Linked DNA regions of Gossypium hirsutum: region 1 is linked to region 2. Evidence: chromatin contacts called from public Hi-C data. All regions are on one chromosome and are shown on one strand. The core of a region is the stretch at or near the end of the contact, and the rest is flanking DNA. Distances in the headings are between cores, read along the strand shown. Region 1 has its middle 58 kb from the start of LOC121223835. Region 2 holds the start of LOC107913402 (zinc-finger homeodomain protein 2).

Region 1 (4,151 bases), core at 488-2,987, 110 kb after region 2:
TACCTACAATAGGAAAAATAAAATAACAAATAAGTCTGAATTAACTCTAAAAAATTTAAAATTGAATAGAATTCATATAAGATATAATTAATATGAAAACTATAAAATGCAATAAAAACTATTCTAAATACTAAAAGTACATGAAAACCATATTACAATAACTTTTAAATATGAAAGTAATCACATAATAAAAATGTTGATTAAATTAAAAAAAAAGGAAATATCCATTATTTCTATTTTTTAAAATCTATTATATTTATGTAAAAATCGAGATCTCAATATCAAATTTTTTATGCTAAATTATGCTATTAGCTCCGTATTTTATAAAAGTTATGGATTATGGATTTAATCCTTGAACTTTAATTTGGTTGTTTTTAGTAATTGTATTTTTTAAATTTTAAAATTTCAATCCTTATTAAATAATAACTGTTAAATTTGTTCAGGTCTATTATATTCAAAATCTGATACGACAAACAAATGATCATATGTGAAATGTTATACCAGCTTGTTATTTTTATATTTTACTTACTAAAACTTCAGTTAATTGATTAACGAATATCATTTGCTTCAAAATTGAAATTTCAAAATTTGAAAAGCATAGGTACTTAGAATGATCTAACTTGAGGATATGAATTAAATCTATAAATGTAAGCATAGTTCATAACTAGTAATTAAATTTAATTAAATAAATTTAACTATTACTATTTAGATCAAAATTGAAATTTCAAAAATATAAAAAGTAAAATTAACCAATAGACTAAATTTAGTAAGACCAAAATGCACAAAAAAAAAACCACAACTTTCGTAATAATACATAAAAAAAATACTAAAATTAACTTTTTTAACATCAAAATTTATTTTTGCAGCAATTTGGAATGGAGAAATTGAGCAGAGGGGAAAGGGAGGCCACATTAAGGATAATCCATTAACTGTCGGTTGTCGTTTCATACATAATACCATCCCAAAATTTTATGCTACAACTAATAGTTGGGAAACGGAATTTTAAGACTTGACCTCACCTGTCTCTTTATCTCTTAATGCCCCTCCTTGTACTTTCTTATGTCTTTTCCTTCTTAAATTTTTTGATATTCTATAATAATGAGTTTTTATTAAATCTAAAATAGGTTAAGGTCTAATCTCTAGTTAAGAAGTAAAACCTTTTTTTCTTATTCATAATATTTCAATCCAAAATTTTATTTTAAAAATATAAAATTGATTCAACATGCATGCATTTGCTTCCTTATAATGGTATACCAACAAGTTTTAGAACGAAGAAAATATAAGCATTCAGTTCATAGTCAACATAAATTTAGGCTGTCAACTGAATTTCTTCTCCAAGTTTTAAAAAAAATGAAGTGATAATAATGTTGATTATTCTCTTTTAACAGTACTCTCTTTAAAGCTAGACCAGTCCAGTAGTAATGGATAGCAACCTCGGAAGTAGGGATTAAATAGTAAGTCAAAGGCTGGAACTTGGTGATTTTTAGAGGGTAATTAACTTAACTCCTGTGTCTGCAACATTGGTTCCAGAAAGTTAAAACGCCAATGGTTAATGGTTTTATGAGAATCTGATCATCTTCATTCAAAACCGTTTTGTTAATCAGATATACCCTCAGAATTATACAATTAATGCAGAAAACGCCGCAAGAAATTTGACTTCGCAAGCTTTAAATCGGCCCCACTTATTAAGTACGGTGTTTGTGGCTTTGTTGGCCTCTCTTTTATACGGGTCCTTGGTCCTCTCTTCCTCTTTATAAAATGATTTTATTTGATAAATAATAAAAACGCTATTGACAAACTAGAAAAGATTGGGATGGGGAGATTTTCCATGTGATCCCCAAAAACAGCCAACAAGGGCAAGGAAAGACGTCTGAGGGAACATCCTCACAATGCAGAGACAAAGACTGTACAATTCCAGAAAATAAAAGAAAACAATACAAATAAAAAAGCCAACGACAAACACTTGTTCTATCCAATAAAAGAAAATCTTGGAAATATACGCAACATATATTATACAATAATGTCAGCTGGAGGAAAACCGCTAAGCCAATACAGTCACAAATAGAGGCAGATTTTCATGGTTTATATATATATATATATTAGTCTTCTCCTTTAGAGCAGTTTGACATATCCCATTTTCCTGCTCCCACACGTTTCCCCTCTCTCCATCTCTGTTTCTCTGTCTAAGGCCAACCAAATTCACCAAAACCCAAAAAGGTAAAACAAAACTCTGTAATATAAAAGCTACTGCAAAAATTATACACTGTACTCTTAATCTGTATGAACGGGACGGGAAGCTAGATTTCAACGAAAAATAGAAATAATAAAGAAATGTTTTTTTCTTTCTCACAGAGGGAGAGTTGGGGAAAGAGGGAATTGCGGGGAAAAGGAGCATGGATTGTGACGGCACAAGACAAAAGAGTGGGACAACCCTTGATTTCCATTTTCCATGTTCTTTGCCTCTGTCACCTGCCTTTCTTTTTCTTTTATACCAAAAGAAAAAAAACGACAATGGCCTTCAGCTTTGCTTCTTGTGACACCACCATTTGACACCCAACATAATATGAACAAACAGTTACAAAGAAAGACAGAAAAAATCATCTCATTTGGTTCTGTAATTGAATATCATTCAAATTACATATGCTTTATCAGTGTTTATGTAACATAATATTATTCCATGTTCAAATTTAGGTGAAAAGCTTTGAAGAATGAATCAATGACTGGTGCAAAGCTAGTCATAGTTGCCTTGGGTTGTGCCTGCCAATTGACACGGTAAGCCGCATCACCATTGCCTTGGTTGACATTTGGTACAGCCTGCAGGGCTAAAGGAAACCTTTTTCCTTTTTTATTTTTAATCTTTCCTGCAACTTAGGCTGGATTTAACTGATAGTGATATCATTGTTTGAATTTATAAAACTATCATTCATAATTTCATCTCTTTATAAATTTATACTAACAGATTATCAAACCATAGAGCGAGCAAACAATTGCTAGCTCACTTGTATATTTCATCACTTTAATAATTCATGTTTGTTATACCCCAATCCGCATGAGGATACGTGGCAAATAAGGAGGACACCCTTAAGCTTTTCACTCGGAATGACCATTCAAATACGCGTTAGCCATTCGACATTTGGCTACTCAAGCTTTTATCTAGAACATGAAGTTGCTAGTCACCAAACATCATGTACGCTCAACTACCCTATACTATCAAGTCAAAACGAATGACATGATTTGGTCATCACAAACATCCTCATCCTATCAAAGACACCTGCCCCACGCGTTCCATAATGATGGCTAGATGACAAGTCCAACATCTTAATATCATCTTCCATGAGATCCTCGCCTACAAATACCTCCAGGATAGATGAAGAAGGCATCAACTCTCCAAGGATACCAAGCCTGTATGTTGTTAACTTACTCTTAGCTTTAGCACTCTCCTTACTTCCACTCTTTATAACTTTCGACTTTTCGTCCCGTTGGGGTGAACCAACCTTCACAACAACCACTACTCTTTCCTTCATATCTCTTCCTTTTTGTATCACAATATCAACAATTGGTGCGATGAGCATGGACGTCATAGCTTCACAACCCCAAAGTGGCACCCCTGCTTACCCAACCAACTAGATCAACTCCTCCACTCCACCTATCACCCCTATCTTGCTTGCCTCAAGAACCCCCACTAGTTTGAATTATACCAAAACTCATCCTCATTTTACCCTCACATGAACCTCTTTATAATATGCAAGTGTCCTTCTCCCCACCTTGAAGTAGTTGATGAAAGCTCTGAGGGATCCCCTAGTTTCCAACCCTATCACTCCTGCCACACTAACATAACCATTCCTTAAACTACTCTGACTCCTCCAATTACCAAAATTCCTTAACCACAACTTGGTGTATCCCTTCTTGGACCCCTGGACCAAATAACTCATTGCTTGCTAGAAGCCATAACTTGCCTCACAACTAGATATGTTCCACCATCTGTGACCTCTACCCCTCTAGACCAATGTTCTCATCAGCAGGCATTAGGTCTGAAACTTCGTATAGTGCTTTCTACCCGACCCAATGAATTGGATCTGAGTATTGGATGTTACATACTATAACAAATGTAACTTAAACTTTTTGTCTATGTAAAAGTTCTATCCATGAAT
Region 2 (4,467 bases), core at 1,479-3,978:
CTTAGTCTTCAGCATCACAACACTAGTACATGTTTTTTACTTAACACAACAAGCTTGGTTACATAGGAATTTAAACATAAGACATGGATCGACCAACCAATCAGAGCACATCTAGTCAAGGCCTATGTAGCCTAATGGGCATCTAGGGAGTTTAGACTGACTTAAGCTTACTAGGGAATTGAGAAGGGACAAAGAAGAACATTGCTTTCTAGGGATCTTAAGGGAGTTTAGCCACCAAAAAGGCTGAAAATGAAGCCATGGGTTTTGATTGATGAGAAAATTGTAGACAAAAACATGCGTCTTTTTATTTGCCTTGCTGCTTGGGGATTCCACATGTTTCCATTCAAGGATTAAAAAAAAAAACAAAGAAAACGAAGATGGAATTAAAAGGTCAAGTTCAGGGTCTATTGAGTTTCTCGAGCATGGCGTTATAAACCCACATCTGGATTTGAGCTTTGCATGGCAGAAAATATTACTGTAGCTGATGCATTTCCTTCCCAAGGTGATTCTTACATGAGCATCTCGTTAGGTTCTTAAAGTTTGACAATAAATGTATATCATATAAAGTTTGAGAACCCATTATTTTATACTATCTACAAGAATACTAATGAAAGAGCAAATATATTACTAATTAAAAGAAATTTTCAGAAAAAAAAAAGAAGAAGCAGGAAGATCCCCTTCTGTACTCAAAGAAAGACTGAAAAAGTAAATGCATTACCGGGAAATATATATATATAAACAAAACAAAAGGGGGATTGCAATTGGTAACAGAAAGTAGCCCATCTGATCAGAAAACTTTGTTTGATTGAACTTAGAAACGTACCAATGCAAACAAAAACAGCACGAAAAGGAAGTGAAAACAAAACAAGTGTGCAACAAGGAAAGCAAAGTGCATTTGGGTGGAGGAAAGAAGGATCAAAAAGTGCATTCATTGATGATGCCATGCCATTATATGTTTCAAACTCAAGCTCAAACCCCCTCATTTCCCCTTCCTTCCTCTCACTTTTTCCCAAGCACATATATCAATGTTAGCGCGGCATGAAGATTTCCCTAAACAAAAAAGTTTGATTAGAAGCAAAAGATCTCATGCAAAGGACCATTAACTCTGAAATTGCAGATAAACTCACGTACAAAGGATATGTTCAATATATCATACAAGGAAAATCATGGTTAATCCAATTCCTTGCTTCTTATCTCGGTTAATTACACAAAGAAGATCTTACTCGTGAGAAGCTCATAATCCATCCCCATGCTCATAAACCTGTTAAAGCTCTTCCATGTTCACGCCTCTTGCATTGTATTGCATTGCATGTCTCCACTTTGCCTCAATGCACCATTATCTAAACCCATTTTCACATTAAAATAGAGCTTTGATATGCAACAAAATCAAAGATATTAGAACTAAAAAATCTTCATCTCATTAGAGCTAAAATTAAGTAGCCATTAACATTATGTAACAATATTAATATTAGTAACCTACCCTTCAACATCATAATAACTACAAAAGTACCAAATGTTAACCCGCCCCCACCCCCAAAGTAACCCTAAAAAATCTAACTAAAATCCCCCCAAGTTTTTCTTTTCTCATTTTTGTTTTCCACTCACTCTAAACCGTGAAGAAGGTGTTTCTAGGGTTTCTTACCAAGAGTGTTCTTGTTATTATGCATCCAAACTTTGAAGACATGCCTTTTGACCCCAGTTTCGTTGCAGAACTGTTGAACAATCGCTTCATCTTGTTTCTGAATCCGCCACCCTAACCTCTCAGCCAAAGCCAACATCTTCTCCTTTTGTTCCTGCGTGAACTTTGTTCGAAACCTCTTCCTCGAACTCCCTTGATTCGAAACATCATCTTGATCTTCCCTGCTGTGTCCTCCGACGCCTCCTGATATCGATGGTAGGGCTAACGGCCTTTGCTGTCCAGCCATGTGGAGGCACCCCGTTGGGGGTCTAAAGTAAGGAGTGAATTGCGGTGGTTGGTGGTGGGGGTGGTGGAAGTAGAGGTCCGTCATGGGGACGGAGTGTGGGGAACCCAGCTCCGTTTCCTTACGGTGGAAGTTCCGGTGGCAGTTACAAGCTGCGCATTTGAGAGCATCGAGGGTACCTTCGGTTCCAGCTGGCATGAACTCACCGCAACCGTCGACGGCGTGACCGCCGATTCCCACCGCGTGGTTCTTCAAGCACTCTCTATACCTTGGTTTCCTCTGCTGCTGTTGCTGCTGCTGACCCGTTGGAGTTATCGAACCCGGTTCGACACCTGACATTTTGACTCGAGATGAGTTTGCAAGCGGGTCATAACTCGGTGCCAAACCCATCTCTTCTTCTTGCTCCTCTTGATCCTCAAACTCCATTTCTCCCACCAAAGACAAAAATTTACCCCCCGCAAAAAAGAGATTTTTATAAAAAGAAAAAGCGCCCTTTTCTTCACTAATAGAGACGAAAAAAAAGATAAGAGGAGCAAGACAGTGTGACCATAATTTTTTTTTCCCCTTGAACCTGTCTTTTTATCTGCAAAAGAAGCAGTTTTCTTCTCTCTTTTCTTTTCTTTTTTTTTTTACCAAGGATCCTTCTTGATCACTCTCCCGTTCCAAAACAAATATCTGTTAACTCCTCATCTCATTTATTTATGTGTTGATTTGTTTTTTGTTTTTTTTTTACTGAACTGTAAAATACATTGGGCTGGTTTATAAGAATTAGAGAGGGTACAGTGAAGATAGCAGGGCTGGGGTTTGTCCACTGTTGGGTACAGTCTGCAAAGCGGACAAAATAAAGGAATCCAACGCTTCACGCGCCAACCACGCTCTTCTCTCAACACTGAAACTTACGTTATTTATTTTGGATTGGAATGGGACCCTTTCAGATGGTGTTGTACTCTCGCGTAATCTCGTTACGGAAAGGTGGGACATGAAAGTGAGGTCAGGTGGCGCGTGAGGCGGCGCGTAAAGAGATAGTACGGGGGTTGCAGAAGATGGGGGACACGGAATTACTTGGGGAAGCAATAAATTGTCGGTATTAAAAGCGAAGCTTGGGCACGACGTCTTACGTGTGTGCCAAAGTTTCCGACATAAGTGGTGACGCGGTGTTGGCGTCAACATGTAATTAATTTTCCCGCTAGGTTCTGTAAGAGAGAGAGAAAATTAAGGACAGAGAGGGCAATAGTAGGAGCTTAAATATGGTTATTAATACTCTCCTCTGATTCGCGTGCAAGGAACGTGCTAGTAACTCATTAGTGCGGCGGTTTGTGTTTCGAGGTCAAGTGTCTTTGCCAAACCCAAACCATGCAGGCATGGCATGCACACAATAGGGTGATTGGGGGAGATGTTCTTTTTCTGACTATTGCTTTTTCTTTCCACAAAATTTCAAATAGAAATAGTGTTAGTAAAAAGCCGATTAGAAAATTTTCGGTCCAGAATTTAATTTGAATATAAAATCATAAGAAATCTACTGCTTTTCTATTGGTTCAAAATAGCCTAATGTGTACATATATATTGAGAATTCGGGATAAAAATCAAGAGGCCACAAGCTGTTTGACATTAATAATTAATGATTCCCCTTCCAATTCCACCCAAAATTAATGTCATATATATATTTAAAAATATAGATATTATCTTTAAAAGATATAGAAATTAAATAAAAAATTGAAAATGTTCCACTTGTTAAACATTGATTTATAGTTAATTTATCCTATTTCAACATTTTCATTTTTATTTAATTTCTATATCTTTAAAGATAATATCTATGTTTTTAAATTTCAATTAAATGATTTATAGTTAATCATCCATTAATTTAACTTAAATAAATTTCTATTTATTTAATATAGCTTTTATATTATCTAGGTTAGTTTTTATTTTAATAATTAAATATTACCCATACTTAGTTTTTAAGTTAATTTTATGTTTAAAAATACATATTTTCTTAATTAAACATAAATTTAAAATTTAAATAAATATAAATTTAAGTTGTTAATTTATCGATTTTATCGAATTAAATTTATGAAAAGATTATTAGAGATTATATTAATATTTTTACTAAAAGTGGTTCGAATCTTAGTAAATGTACTTAGACATTAATAAGCAAAAACCTTTTAAGTATAAAAATACGTAAGTGCTTTTATTTTTATTTTTTTAATTTTTAAAATTTTTTGATAGAATTAATGTTAGGAAAAATAACTCTAGGACTTGTTCAAGTTAAATATTTACATCCAAGTATTTTTTTAGCATTTTCCATAAATATTTACATACGCCCATCAATATTTTAAATAATAAGGTGTGATAATAATAAATACTAAGTTATAATTTTAATTAGGTAATCAAAATTTAAATAAAAACTAATTAAATAAATTTTCTCTTTAATTTAACTTAAATATTTATTTATATATTATCTATAATATTATATATTTTAAAATTTGATTCTAACATAAATATTTAAAAAATAATAATTATCACATTTTAAGACAATGTCCATATATAT

The links. Hi-C and Micro-C count contacts between places; a contact is called where the count stands out from the background.
Region 1: a Hi-C map of leaf shows a contact between it and region 2, with 2.0 times the contacts expected there. The contact joins the enhancer-like site here to the promoter of LOC107913402 in region 2. A contact is called at or near these places in 8 of 34 Hi-C or Micro-C datasets (callus, leaf, petal and 1 more).

What each region holds. Positions count from the first base shown.
Region 1 is chrD11:32,483,659-32,487,809 of Gossypium_hirsutum_v2.1, forward strand. No RefSeq gene overlaps it. Among protein-coding and RNA genes, the nearest start is that of LOC121223835, 58 kb to the left of the region's middle. Within about 2 kb of position 1,738, at least 5 of the 9 cell types and tissues checked have an H3K27ac peak or open chromatin away from gene starts, as enhancers often do. A contact at or near this core is called in leaf, where this site is marked.
Region 2 is chrD11:32,373,795-32,378,261 of Gossypium_hirsutum_v2.1, forward strand. It overlaps LOC107913402 (zinc-finger homeodomain protein 2), which reads right to left and starts at 2,729. Exons shown (of 2, transcript XM_016841974.2): 1 at 1,643-2,729; 2 at 1,085-1,340. The coding sequence starts at 2,348. The coding sequence ends at 1,282.